Linked DNA regions of Gossypium hirsutum: regions 2 and 3 are each linked to region 1. The links are chromatin contacts, called in public Hi-C maps. All regions are on one chromosome and are shown on one strand. The core of a region is the stretch at or near the end of the contact, and the rest is flanking DNA. Distances in the headings are between cores, read along the strand shown.

What was found. Hi-C and Micro-C count contacts between places; a contact is called where the count stands out from the background.
Region 2: a Hi-C map of leaf shows a contact between it and region 1, with 2.9 times the contacts expected there. The contact joins the enhancer-like site here to the promoter of LOC107900589 in region 1. A contact is called at or near these places in 4 of 34 Hi-C or Micro-C datasets (all in leaf).
Region 3: a Hi-C map of hypocotyl shows a contact between it and region 1, with 1.8 times the contacts expected there. The contact joins the promoter of LOC107901957 here to the promoter of LOC107900589 in region 1. A contact is called at or near these places in 2 of 34 Hi-C or Micro-C datasets (hypocotyl and leaf).

What each region holds. Positions count from the first base shown.
Region 1 is chrD06:56,859,503-56,863,346 of Gossypium_hirsutum_v2.1, reverse strand. It overlaps LOC107900589 (L-ascorbate oxidase homolog), which reads right to left and starts at 1,774. Exons shown (of 9, transcript XM_016826245.2): 1 at 1,384-1,774; 2 at 1,169-1,278. The coding sequence starts at 1,521.
Region 2 is chrD06:56,682,195-56,686,549 of Gossypium_hirsutum_v2.1, reverse strand. No RefSeq gene overlaps it. Among protein-coding and RNA genes, the nearest start is that of LOC107901959, 25 kb to the right of the region's middle. Within about 2 kb of position 2,324, at least 5 of the 9 cell types and tissues checked have an H3K27ac peak or open chromatin away from gene starts, as enhancers often do. A contact at or near this core is called in leaf, where this site is marked.
Region 3 is chrD06:56,653,233-56,657,076 of Gossypium_hirsutum_v2.1, reverse strand. It overlaps LOC107901957 (ankyrin repeat domain-containing protein 13C), which reads left to right and starts at 1,628. Exons shown (of 2, transcript XM_041095927.1): 1 at 1,628-3,844. The coding sequence starts at 2,596.

The DNA.
Region 1 (3,844 bases), core at 525-3,024:
GATAATTGGATCAGTCACTAATAAGTACAACATAAACTATGGAAAGTACAAAATAAACCTTTTGAATGATCAATAATATGCAAAGTTCCCAAGCTTTATTAAAGTAATTTGTATAATTCACAGCTTTAATTAAAACTAGGCCTAAACCCGAGGTCTGATACCGTCCTGGTAAACATAATTAAGGACACATCTTTTATTATTCTATAGGCAAGCACATGCATTTAAATAATTTACTGCAACCAGCTCTGCCGTAACTAGGCAGACATTGTTAATTATTTTTATTCATCTTTTAATATTTTAAACATGAATCTCCACAGATGTTAGATGCAGCAGATGCACTAACTGAATTATCATAAAACTATTAACCCATTGAGTCCATGAAAGAGTTATTCGTTATAAAACTTGGATTTAATAATCATTTAACCATGAAAATGAACCATATTGTTAGGGTCTTTCCAAGATAGTAGGGGCGTAACTAAGAGGCCGGTCCCTAAAATGGAAAATTTTTCATTTAGAGCCTTTACAATTTTTAAAATTTTAAATTAGTAAACATAAAATTGCACTTTGCCCCTCTTAAAAATAAAAAATTTGATTTAATCATTTAAAAGTTATAAAGATATAGGCTATTAAAATGGTTAAATTGCATTTTTACTATCGTAAAAATGACAATTTAATTTCGAACCCTAAAATTTTGTTCTGATTCTGCCCCTGCAAGATAGTCTATGAAATAAGAACCAACAAATTGAGAAGTATAAAGGATCAAGGATAAAAACTAGGGATATACTCACGTACCAAATTGAGAAGTAGCTTATAAGGTTTTCCTTGTTATCAAATTTAGCATTAGTTGAGATCTTACTAAAAATAGTAGTCATAAATGCAAATGTCTACCGATGGAAAAATTGTCTACTGTTCAAGCATTTACCTTCAGATCTAAGAAACTCAAAAACTTTCCCACTAAGCTGTAGTTATCTAACTATATACAATGATGAAACCAAAAGAGCACACATTATCTTAAAATGAAAGCTGCATTTTGAGCTAATGCTAAGCTTTCAAGATTTTATATGTACTTTCCTTTGTTCTTTTCTACTTTAACCTTGTCTTCCGAACCAACATTAAGTAAATGATGAACAAAAAGTAAGCATAAATAAAGGAATGTTAGCATGATTACCAAGAGATAAGGAATGGTTCATTTAAGTAGTTATAAACACTGATAATCAAGTTGTCATTAGTAACTGCATCGATATGAGGCCCTGGAAACTGCCCATTTATTAAGATCCCCTGCAATACAGTTTTTCCACATTCCAATCCATTACTCAAACACTTGCTAAACTAGTAGCTTTTAGAAACCAAAAAAAGAAGCCCAGAAAAGAAGAAAGAAAGTACCTGTTGCTTAACTCCAAGAGGGTAAATATCACCGTAGGTGACTTTCCAAGTGATATAACGATAAGGGTTTTCTCCATTAACGCCGAGGAACAAAATGCAAGCAATGAAGCAACAAAGGATAAGCTTGCTGTCTCCCATTTTGTTGACTTCGTTTACTTACTTTAGGATACAAAAGAAAAACAGGAAAAAAACAGGAATCCTGTTTTTGCAAAGTGTTAGATAAAACACAGATCTATAAAAAGTTTAAGGCACCATTGTTGTATCCTTTTTAAATCTTTCTTTCCCTCAGTTTATTCGGGGTTATTAGAATGAGTATGGAGGCAAAAGCAGAGGTCTGTTTTGTATGCAAGTGAAAAAAAGCGTTTTTTTTATAAGATCACATTGCATAATAGCTGTCAATGGGTTCCAATTGAATGCAATTGAATCTAGTGAGAAGCGGTGGTCCCAGCTTAATCATGTCCCTATTTAGCATCACATGGGTCGAGTTCATATGGTGGGACCGTCAGTAGCCGCTTGATATTAGCCCCTTCAGAACTGATAAAACGAGCTTGTGATATATGGAACATTGTTAGTAAAGGCTGTCAAGTCTAAGCAACAAGACAGGAATCAACCCCAATCACGTGCAAAGCTTGGACTTGCCTAAGTTCATGTGCCCATTGTCCGAATTTGGTAGCGAACAAGACTGTTGTGTTTTGATACTGATGCCGTCTTCCATTTTCCATTGCAATGGCACCATTAACAGACTGGAGAAAATGGTCAAAGAAAGAACCATTATTAGATTAAAGAACTTTCATGTTTAGATTACTTCGTGCAATACTCTGTGATGAATAAAATATATCGGCGAACAATACGGCGAGAAAAATGGTTGAAACATCCAATACCTTTCACATGGTGACAACCTAGGAAGAAATAGAACTATATCACGGGGTTCCATCCAACGGCCAGGTTGGCTGCTTTGAGAGTGGTTCACTATTATTGCAGTTGCAGAATGTTGATGGGTGGTATTCTTTAATCAACAAATGGCAAAGCATAAGATCCAACAATGAGGCGAGGCCACTGCAGTTGAATTAGATCACCCCATAGCTTTGGTGCACCTACAGGGATTGGGGAAACCAAACAATATGTAAAAGCTCCGGGATTATACTGTCCTTTATTGAAAACGGAGATAATGTCCATGCACTTAACATCTATATGAGGAGAGAAATGGATATTAAGGCTTAAAGGAAGTAGAAAAAAGTTAATGAATGCGTCTTACAGAAAATAAACCCGGCTCCCCATCGAAAGTCCAAAGTGGTAATGGAGATGGTGAGAGATGGCTTCAAAAGATGCGCGGTCATGCAGAAGCAGACGAGGAGTGGTTATATATTTGTACAGAAGATTAGGGTGTTCGGTGTGATTGGGTCCAAATCGCATTTTGTTAAGAATTTATTTTCCTCTCGTAATTCATGAAATAAAAATTTATTTAAAAGACTGGAAAAGCATGTGAAAAAAAATATCAGACTCTGACTCTAAGTTATCACTATTTGTCATTCTTCGCAGTTCATACAATAGTTTCTAAAAAAAGAGTAAATTTAATTACTTAATTGTTTAAATTGATTACTGCCTCACCTAGTATTTTTTTTAACTTTGGATTAGAATTAGTGATTTTTCTATAGTTAGTTTAAAATAGTTTTTTTGATTTATTTGCAACGCATGTTAAAATCTGGATGCTCAAGATGGTGTCAAGTTTGCTATAAATAATGCGCAAAAGTTGCTCTGTTTTAGTTTTCAAAAACAGAGTATCGTCTTTCTCCAACTTTTTATTTTATTTAATCTTAATGAGGTTTATATTCTATGTTATAATCTTGCTTAATTTGCTGAGCTTATAATATATGCTTTAAAATCAGTGGCGGACCCTGTATCCTAATCACGGAGACCTAGCTAAAATTCAATGGTTGGGGTGAAAATAGTAATTTATAGACCGAATTGATCTAATTCAGTTAATCGTTCAGTTAAAATTTTTTAAAAATTTTAATTAACCGTTAATTCAGTTTAAAATCGAATAATTAACCGAATTAACTGAACTTAATAAATAATATTATGTATTATATGTATTAGGCTATTACTAGTTCGGTTAATTCGGTTAAATAAACATTATAAATTTATTTATTTTGACATATTTTATGCTTATTTTAACAAAAAGCTATATAAATTTCGATTCGGTTCGATTCACTGTTTGGTTGACTAGCATTACAAGTATCATTACTTTTTCTCTTTAAAAAAATATCAATTGTTTTACTTTTTCATTTTTTGCAATCCTGAAATTTAATTTTATAAAATTATAAAAAAATTAAAATAACTGAAATATCCTGTAACAATAAGAATTAAAAAAAATGAGAAGACTTCATCGAAAACAAGTGAAAGAAAGCGGAACAAGTCATACATATGGCTAAAAAGCAAATAAATAAATGAAAAAAAAGCA
Region 2 (4,355 bases), core at 1,075-3,574, 180 kb after region 1:
ATTCAATTCAAATTAAATAAATATAAATATTATTTATAACATTATTCAATTTTGAGTGGAAATAAGAAAGGGTAAATTACACCGTTCATCACTAAATTATGGGTAAATTTTTATTTTGGTCTCTTAACTAAAAAAAGTTATAATTGGGTCACTTAACTATTCAAAGTTTTAGTTTAAGCCACTAAACCGTTAAGTTTTTATTTTTTAAAGTTCTGTCAGCAAGCTCCAAGTGACGATTCGACGATCGATATAATGGATTAATACCCATCGACAAGTAGAAGAACATACCTTAGATCCAAGTTGATCTGACGATTAATGACGGAGTTGGAAAAAAAGTTGTTTAAATCTTGGTTCGTAAATTTGTGACATCTAAAGCTGTTTCATAAAAAAAAAGTGAACTATAGAAGAGAAGAGGGAAGAGAGCTTTCGATTGGTGCAAGTAATATGAATAGAGAAAGTCATATAGCATCAATTTTAAAAGCCAATAACTTAAATGAAAACTTTTGAATATTTAACTAAAATGTAACCTGTTTTTGTTAAATAAACCCAAAATTTAGTGGCTAAGTTCATAAGAAATCATTTTGAAATGGGATTGCGATTGGGGCTGGCCAGACCCACGTGCATGTATTGAAGAGGGATTTTTTCCATTTCCAGTTTTGAGAATTTTGATATTGTTGGGCCTAGTCTAGGCCTGTTTCCCTAAATTCTAATGATATATATTCTTCCATATTCTACAAAATAGTTAAAATTTAATTCCAAATAATATGATAAATCAAAATTAATTTATGTGACAAAATTGGAATTTTTTAAATGATGTACACTTTATTTATTATTAAAGCACTTTTTAACTTGAGTTTAAATAAAAAAAATTTTGGTAAACAAACAGCTTTTCAAATCAAACCTTGATTTTAAATTAAAATTTTAATCCGAACTAAAAAAAAGTCAAAATTTTTAGTTTTTGAAAAATTATTTCTCCATGAAGTTACATTTTTATCTCTCATTAAATCTTTCATTTTACAACATCATATTTAAAATTGTCATTTTATATTTTCAAAAACACATTTTTGTTAGCAATGATAAACACTATCAAATTTTCTAATGCACTTTTTACAAATTATTTTTCACATAAATTTTCAATAACATTTTTTAACCTCAATAGTGAACTAGTCCCAACTCAAATATTCAAGACAAAAAAAAGTTTTAAAAAACTGTAAAAAGAAGAAGAAGAAACATAGGCCTAATTATCTCTTAATTTTTTATTCCTTGAACTTTTGAAATAGTTTCAATTTCAAAAAGTAGAATGCCCCATATTCAAATTTAACATAAATCTACTAAGAATTATACTAATTTAATTTTAATTTTTAAATTCAAACAAGTAAAAAGATTAAATTTTAAAATTTTCAAAATGTATAATAAATGATGGCAAAATTAAACTTTTGAATTAAACCAAAATTTTTTTTATATTTATTTTATTAATATTTTTTATTACTAAGGTTACAGTTCACTTAATTAGACTTTTAAATTCATATTAGGTTCCAATTATTATCATTTTAGATTTATCATCACTTAATTATTATTATTATTATAATTAATTGGAATTAATATTTAACACTAGATTCATTAATAAAGTATTTTTATTCAATTAGTAACTAAATAAGTATTCAAAATTTTAATTTTGGTATTATTTAATATTTCATTTTTCAATCCAAGAAAAATCCAATTTTCATTATTATTTTATATGCTGGGTTAAAGTGTTTGATACTTTTATTTAATAGTATTTATTACGAATGTTTTTTTATTCCTGTGTTTTTGTTTCCATTACAGTAAAAAACTCATATTTCATTATTATTTGGTGCTTCATACTTTTATTATTATATCATCTTTAATAATACTTATAAAAATTATGAATTTTTTTGGCATAATATTTTGAAATATTATGTCTATCACCTAATAATTATTTTTATTATGGCAAATTATAAGGAGATTATTAATATAATTTTTTATTTAAAAAGAAAACATCACAGTAAACAAATTATTTGTTTTATCGTACACCACTCAACAAAGTTTGTCAAAGACTTTCCATTCAATATTCATTCTCATGGCAAGGTTGGCTATACCTTCTGCTATTCTGTTCTTTTGTTTTGATACATGTACCACTCGAAATTTCTCTATCCGTTCAAATAAATCATTTACTCTCTCCCTTGACAAATTTTGGTCTCGGGTATGACCGCTCATTAGGTTAACTGTCTTTATACAGTACATCTCTAAGACAATCTTCTTTAACTCCCTTCTCTCACGCTAGCTTAACTCCCTCAAAAGCCCCCCACAACTCACCTTCTAACACCCGGCAAATTCCTATTTTACGGAAAAACCCCATAGCCAATGTCCCCCATTGTCCCTGGCCACTCCCCCTACTGCAGCAACAAACGAGCCAACTCCCACTGCTGCATCAGTATTTACCTTTATCCACTCTCCTTCCGGCACCTCCCATCGTATCCCCACTTCTCCCCTGCTTATGCTATCCAAACCCTTTCGAAATAAACATCCAGCAGTACCAACCTTATCCGCAAGTCGCAAACACCACCGCAGAAATCCTTCTTTCTCTTCAAAGTTAGGATAAAAAGCCCTTTTGTTTCGCCAACTCCATAGGCCCCAACAAATAATCCCAAAAATCACATCCCAATTATGTTAATGAGCATCCCAAAAATCCGGTCTAGATATGTTAATGAGTATCCAATCTTTGAAGCTCAAAGACATGAATTCAGTAAGTTTCGAAGGTTGAGTAACAATCGACCAAGTTGTAACAGCCCTAAAACAAAGCCTCAACACATAATCCATGTCTTCCACCCTACATCCACAACCGTTGCAAACTTGCCTCCTCTGCCATATATCTCCGCACTCTTTCTGCATTTGTGAGGAGTCCGTCATACAATACTAGCCATAGGAAAGATCTCACCCTTTGTGGTACTTTTAGCCTCCATGCCGCCTTCAACGGAAAGTCATTTACCATCATTCAATCTTTGAGATTATTAATATTGATAAAATTTAATCAATGATATTTGTATTTTTTAAATTTAATTTCCATCCAAAGTATTTTTAATAATTTAATTAGTTTTTATATTTTAACGGATGATAATACATTTTATTTTTCATTATATTTTTAAATTATCATTAGAAAAAAATTTATCAATATATTATTAATTATAATGTGATCTAACAAAAGTAGTATTAATTAACTATTAACTAACATGATAATATATTAATGTGAAATTAATTAATTTTTAAAATATTTTTAAAAGTTCTATCAAAGTAATAATATCATAAAATTATTTTAAATATATATTATTAATTAATAAAAATTTACTTTATAAATTTTTGAAGTAATTAAAAATAATAAAAGTCAAACTTTATTTTCCCTACGAAGCAGCCATAAACTCTTTTTACAATTTGATTTCAATTTCTTTAATAAGACATGCATATATATGTATATGTAGTATATAATTATTGTTTGATATGTTTGGTTATTATTATTTGGGGGATAAATTCTAAAATTATATACGAATTATGGTTTAATGTGTAATTGCACACATGAATTTTGATTTTGTGTAATTTTATATATAAAATTTTGATTTGATCCAATTTTTGTAAATTGATATAACATCATTTTATATTTATATATTGCATACATAAATAATTATATATCTAATATAAAAATAATTTGATGTATTTTTTCTTTAAATGTGTGCGATTAAATCAAAATTAAAGTTTCAAGTATACATTTGAACCACAATTAGAGTTTCACGTTTTAAATTAAAGTTCATGTATACAAGTACACATTAAATCAAAATTAATGTATAATTTATTTTAGAATATCAAGAAGACAAAAATTTAAAATTTTCATCTTGATTTAAAAAATGAAATGGAAATGCAATGTGACTACCACGAGGTGGATTATCAGGAGCACTCGGTTAAATTGAAAAATAGAAAACAAAATTAAATTGAAGTGGTAGTTGAGGCCTATTTAGACAGTCTTCTTAAGACAGATTCGGTCGCTCCTTTGAGTGCTAGAGAAACGTCGATTGACTATCTCCTAGTATACAACAACAAGATGACCTTAATTAAATCAATTGTGTAAAAATTTTAACATATTTCCATAAACTACGTTAATAAATGCAAAAGTTAAAGAGGGATTTACCAAAAAAAGCCAATTTTTTTATAAAATTACCGAAATAGGCCGGTTTTTTTAATTATTTACCGGACTGGGCCATTTCCCCCAAAATCGCGCCACGTCGGAGCGATGTCAGGGGACGGGGCAAAAGGTCGCGTCCACGTCAGAGCGACCTCCTGTCACTTAG
Region 3 (3,844 bases), core at 379-2,878, 210 kb after region 1:
ATAAACAAATTACTATAAAAATATATAAAAATAATATTTAGGTTTAAACTCACACCCAAATGATCTTAAACCCTTTAATTTTTAAAAATATAAAATTATTAAAAATAAATAAACTTACAATAAAATTTGTTAAATTAAAAAAATAATTAATAATAATAATTAGATTTAAAATTTATTTTAAAACTTGAAATTTTCAAAATCCAATATTAATTAAAAAAAACATGAGAACTTTTTGTTCTTTCTTCTTTGCACAATTCTTTTAAAACTCAAACAATAAATAATTATTTTTGCTTATACTATATTGTCAATGAAGCTCAAGATTTTTAGAATCGAAATGGTAGGTAAACCAGTCAGATCATCGGTAACCAATTCGACCACCAGTTTGATTGATTTGACTAATTCATGAGTCAATTGATTTGACCCTTTATTTCGAATTGATACTCCCAATTAATTTTTGATCCAATTAGTTTAACAGGCTGGTCCAATTTTTTCCTATAGGGTTCATAGAAATTAAATCTAATTGAGCCTAGTTGTTTACATGTATGATATCAATATAGTATATATTTGTACAATAGTTAGATCACAATGATTTGCAATTTTGGTCTCAAATAGTATAAAGATTTCTTCATATTATTTAAAAGAGTTCATGCTTTAGATTCTTTTAAAATTTGAAAGATAATATTATTGTTATTGTTTACATTATAATATCCATGTCTATATAAAGTTTATAAAAAAAATTCAAAAATAGATTTTTAACAAAAATAAAAAATAAAAAAATGGTTTAATTGGTTCTTGGGGTCAATTGGTATAATGTCTTTCTTCGAACAGATACCTCGACCGATTTCTAATTTGATTGGCCAGTTCGATCCAGTTCAAACAACAATATTCAAGTCCTCCTAAATAATTATTTAAAAAAATATATTTTTAAAATTTACAATTAGTTGAAATCTAAATTTAAATTTGAATCATTTAAATAATTCAAAATATTAAATGTGAATTCCCAAAGAATTTGAAAACCCATAAAATTTTAAAATCCAAATTTTAATTTCCAAAGGCTGCCTAACTAAATTCGTCTCCAGCTAACAACTTAGTTAAAGCTAGTATAGACTAGATAGGATAGATGTTAACCGTCCATGTGTTTATTCTCGGAACCTTCCAACTAAAGGGTTAAAAACTTGAAATAGGGTGCGAGGTAAAAGCATAGGCTCCAATTGTAGCAAAGTATTATATAATATTTTATTTTTATTTTGAAAATGGGACAAACATTCTAAATTATTCTTTAAATTTTAAAATATTTCAATTAAGTTTTTTTTAGCCAGTTTAAATTTGATGTAGACTATATTCAAAACAGGTGTGTATTTATTAGTTTCAAATTTGAGATGGAATTTAATAAAAAAAACTAAATAATTAAAGGGATAATATATAATTTAGCCCTTGAACTTTGTTGATTTGTACTTATTAGCTAGTTTTAATTTTGTTCAGGCATCAAAGATAAATTATAACAAACATGTAGGGGGGATTAGATGGCCAGGGGTAGTATTGTAACATTCTAAGAAATAAACAGAATATTTTATAATTAAAAAACTAAAATATCAATTGAGAAGGTTTGATGCAATTAAGGTAAGAAATAATGAGAGAATAAAATTCCAAAGAGAGGAAAAGAAAAAGGTGAACAACGACGAAAATCATAAATTGTGTTTGGGAATGTAAGGAAGGGTGTTTAGTTGCATCGTAGGCAGTGAAATCCGTTAGCGCTTGGTCCTTGCTGCCGGAGACATATGTCCCTGTTCTTCCTTGCATTTGGTCACGACAAAAGCCCTCTCTCTTCACTTTTCTTATTCCTTTTCCCCATCTCAGTGCTAATTACTAATTACTCCTTAATCATTATTTTTAACACCAACAAATCCCCGTCCCTGGTTTTGGAACATCCCTCAAAATGCGTACATTTGGTGCTTACTATAGAACCATTATTGTCCAAATGATTGAGCTCAAGGAATGTTGTTTCAAACTTCTTTGTAAGCATTCAAAATTCCAAGCGAGATTAAAAGATGTTTGTTGAATTTTTACATCAAAAGACTTGAAAGGAAAAAGGCTATACAAATCCTATGGCCCTGATCTCAGTCATTGTATACCCAAACCATTGAAAGGAAATCTTGCAACTAAAAAGAGCAAATATATCATGGAAATCATCAATATGGGACCTACCGATTACCATTTTAACCCCGAGATTTCATTTCAATTTAAATTTAAATTTAAATAAATATATAAAAAAAAAAAGAAAAGCGGAAAAGACAAAACAAAGAAGCGTCAGGTAAAGCAAGGAAGGGATGTTCGGTCTTAGGACTGTACCTGTCTGAAGCATCAACAAAAGCCGCGCCAGATTGCGTGTATCTCGTCCTTCTCTTTCTCTTTACACGCTACCCAATAAAACTCATTTTTATCAAATGACCATCTTACCCTCTCCCTTTCCCCATTGCCTTCAACCTTCCCATTTTCTTCGTTCTGTCTTTCATTTTCACAACCCAAAGAACTGAGAAAGGATTAGGTAAAATTTTGTGAAAGGAAATTAGAAACCAAAAACTAATAATAATAATAATGTCGAGATCGTCTTCTGCGTCGGCGACGGCGCCGTTTCCAGCTATCAAACCGGAGGATTACAAGCATAGCCCTGTTCACTACGCTGTCGTTTTGCGTGATCATACTACTTTGAATCGACTGGTTTCCACGCTGCCAAAGCTGGCTGATCCTGCTCAGATCCACACCGAGTGCGACTCACTCAGTCAAGAGCGTGTAGCTGACCAAATTTCCGCCGTTCTCGACCGCCGAGATGTCCCTTTCCGTGAAACTCCTCTCCACCTCGCGGTCCGCCTTAACGACGTCGTTGCTGCTAGAACTCTCGGTATTGCTGGTGCTGACGTGTCGCTCCAGAACGCTGCGGGATGGAATCCTCTCCAAGAAGCACTCTGTCGCCGAAGCTCCGACATTGCGTTGGTTCTTTTGAAACTCCACCACCGCTCCGCCTGGTGCAAGTGGCGCCGCCGTTTACCTCGCGTAATTGCCGTCCTCCGCCGAATGCGTGACTTCTACATGGAAATCTCCTTTCACTTCGAAAGCTCCGTAATTCCGTTCGTCGGAAAAATCGCTCCTTCCGATACCTACAAGATCTGGAAACGCGACGGTAATCTCCGAGCTGATACTTCATTAGCAGGCTTCGACGGCTTGAAAATCCAACGCGCCGATCAAAGCTTCCTCTTCCTCGGCGATGGCGATCACCTCCACAACATCCCTTGCGGCTCATTGCTAGTCCTCAACCGCGAAGATCGCAAAATCTTCGACGCATTCGAAAATGCCGGAGCTCTGATGAGCGAATCCGACATTGCGGGTTTTTGTTCCCAAACGAGTGTGTACCGACCTGGAATGGACGTAACCAGAGCGGAACTCGTCGGAAGAACTAACTGGAGGCGCCAAGAGAAAACAGAGAGCGTCGGTGAATGGAAAGCCAGAGTTTACGAAGTACATAACGTGATATTCAGCTTTAGGTCACGAAAAGTTGCGGATTCCGAAAACGATGTCGCCGGAAGTGAACAAGTGTTACCCTTAGAGCTCGACGAAGACGATGACGGTTTCTTAGTTTGCAAAAATCCCAATTTCGCAATGCCTGATAGAAGAAGACACAGTAGCTTCGTGAGAGAAGACAGAGAGTGGATTTCGGTAGGGAGGAAGAGCGTTGACGTTTTCCCTTCTTCAGCCGCGACGATGCCTCCTAGAAGATCGACGTCTTTTGCAACGGCGAAAACGGTGGTGCCGCCTCCACAAACAAAGGAGAAAGAGTACGTTCGAAGTT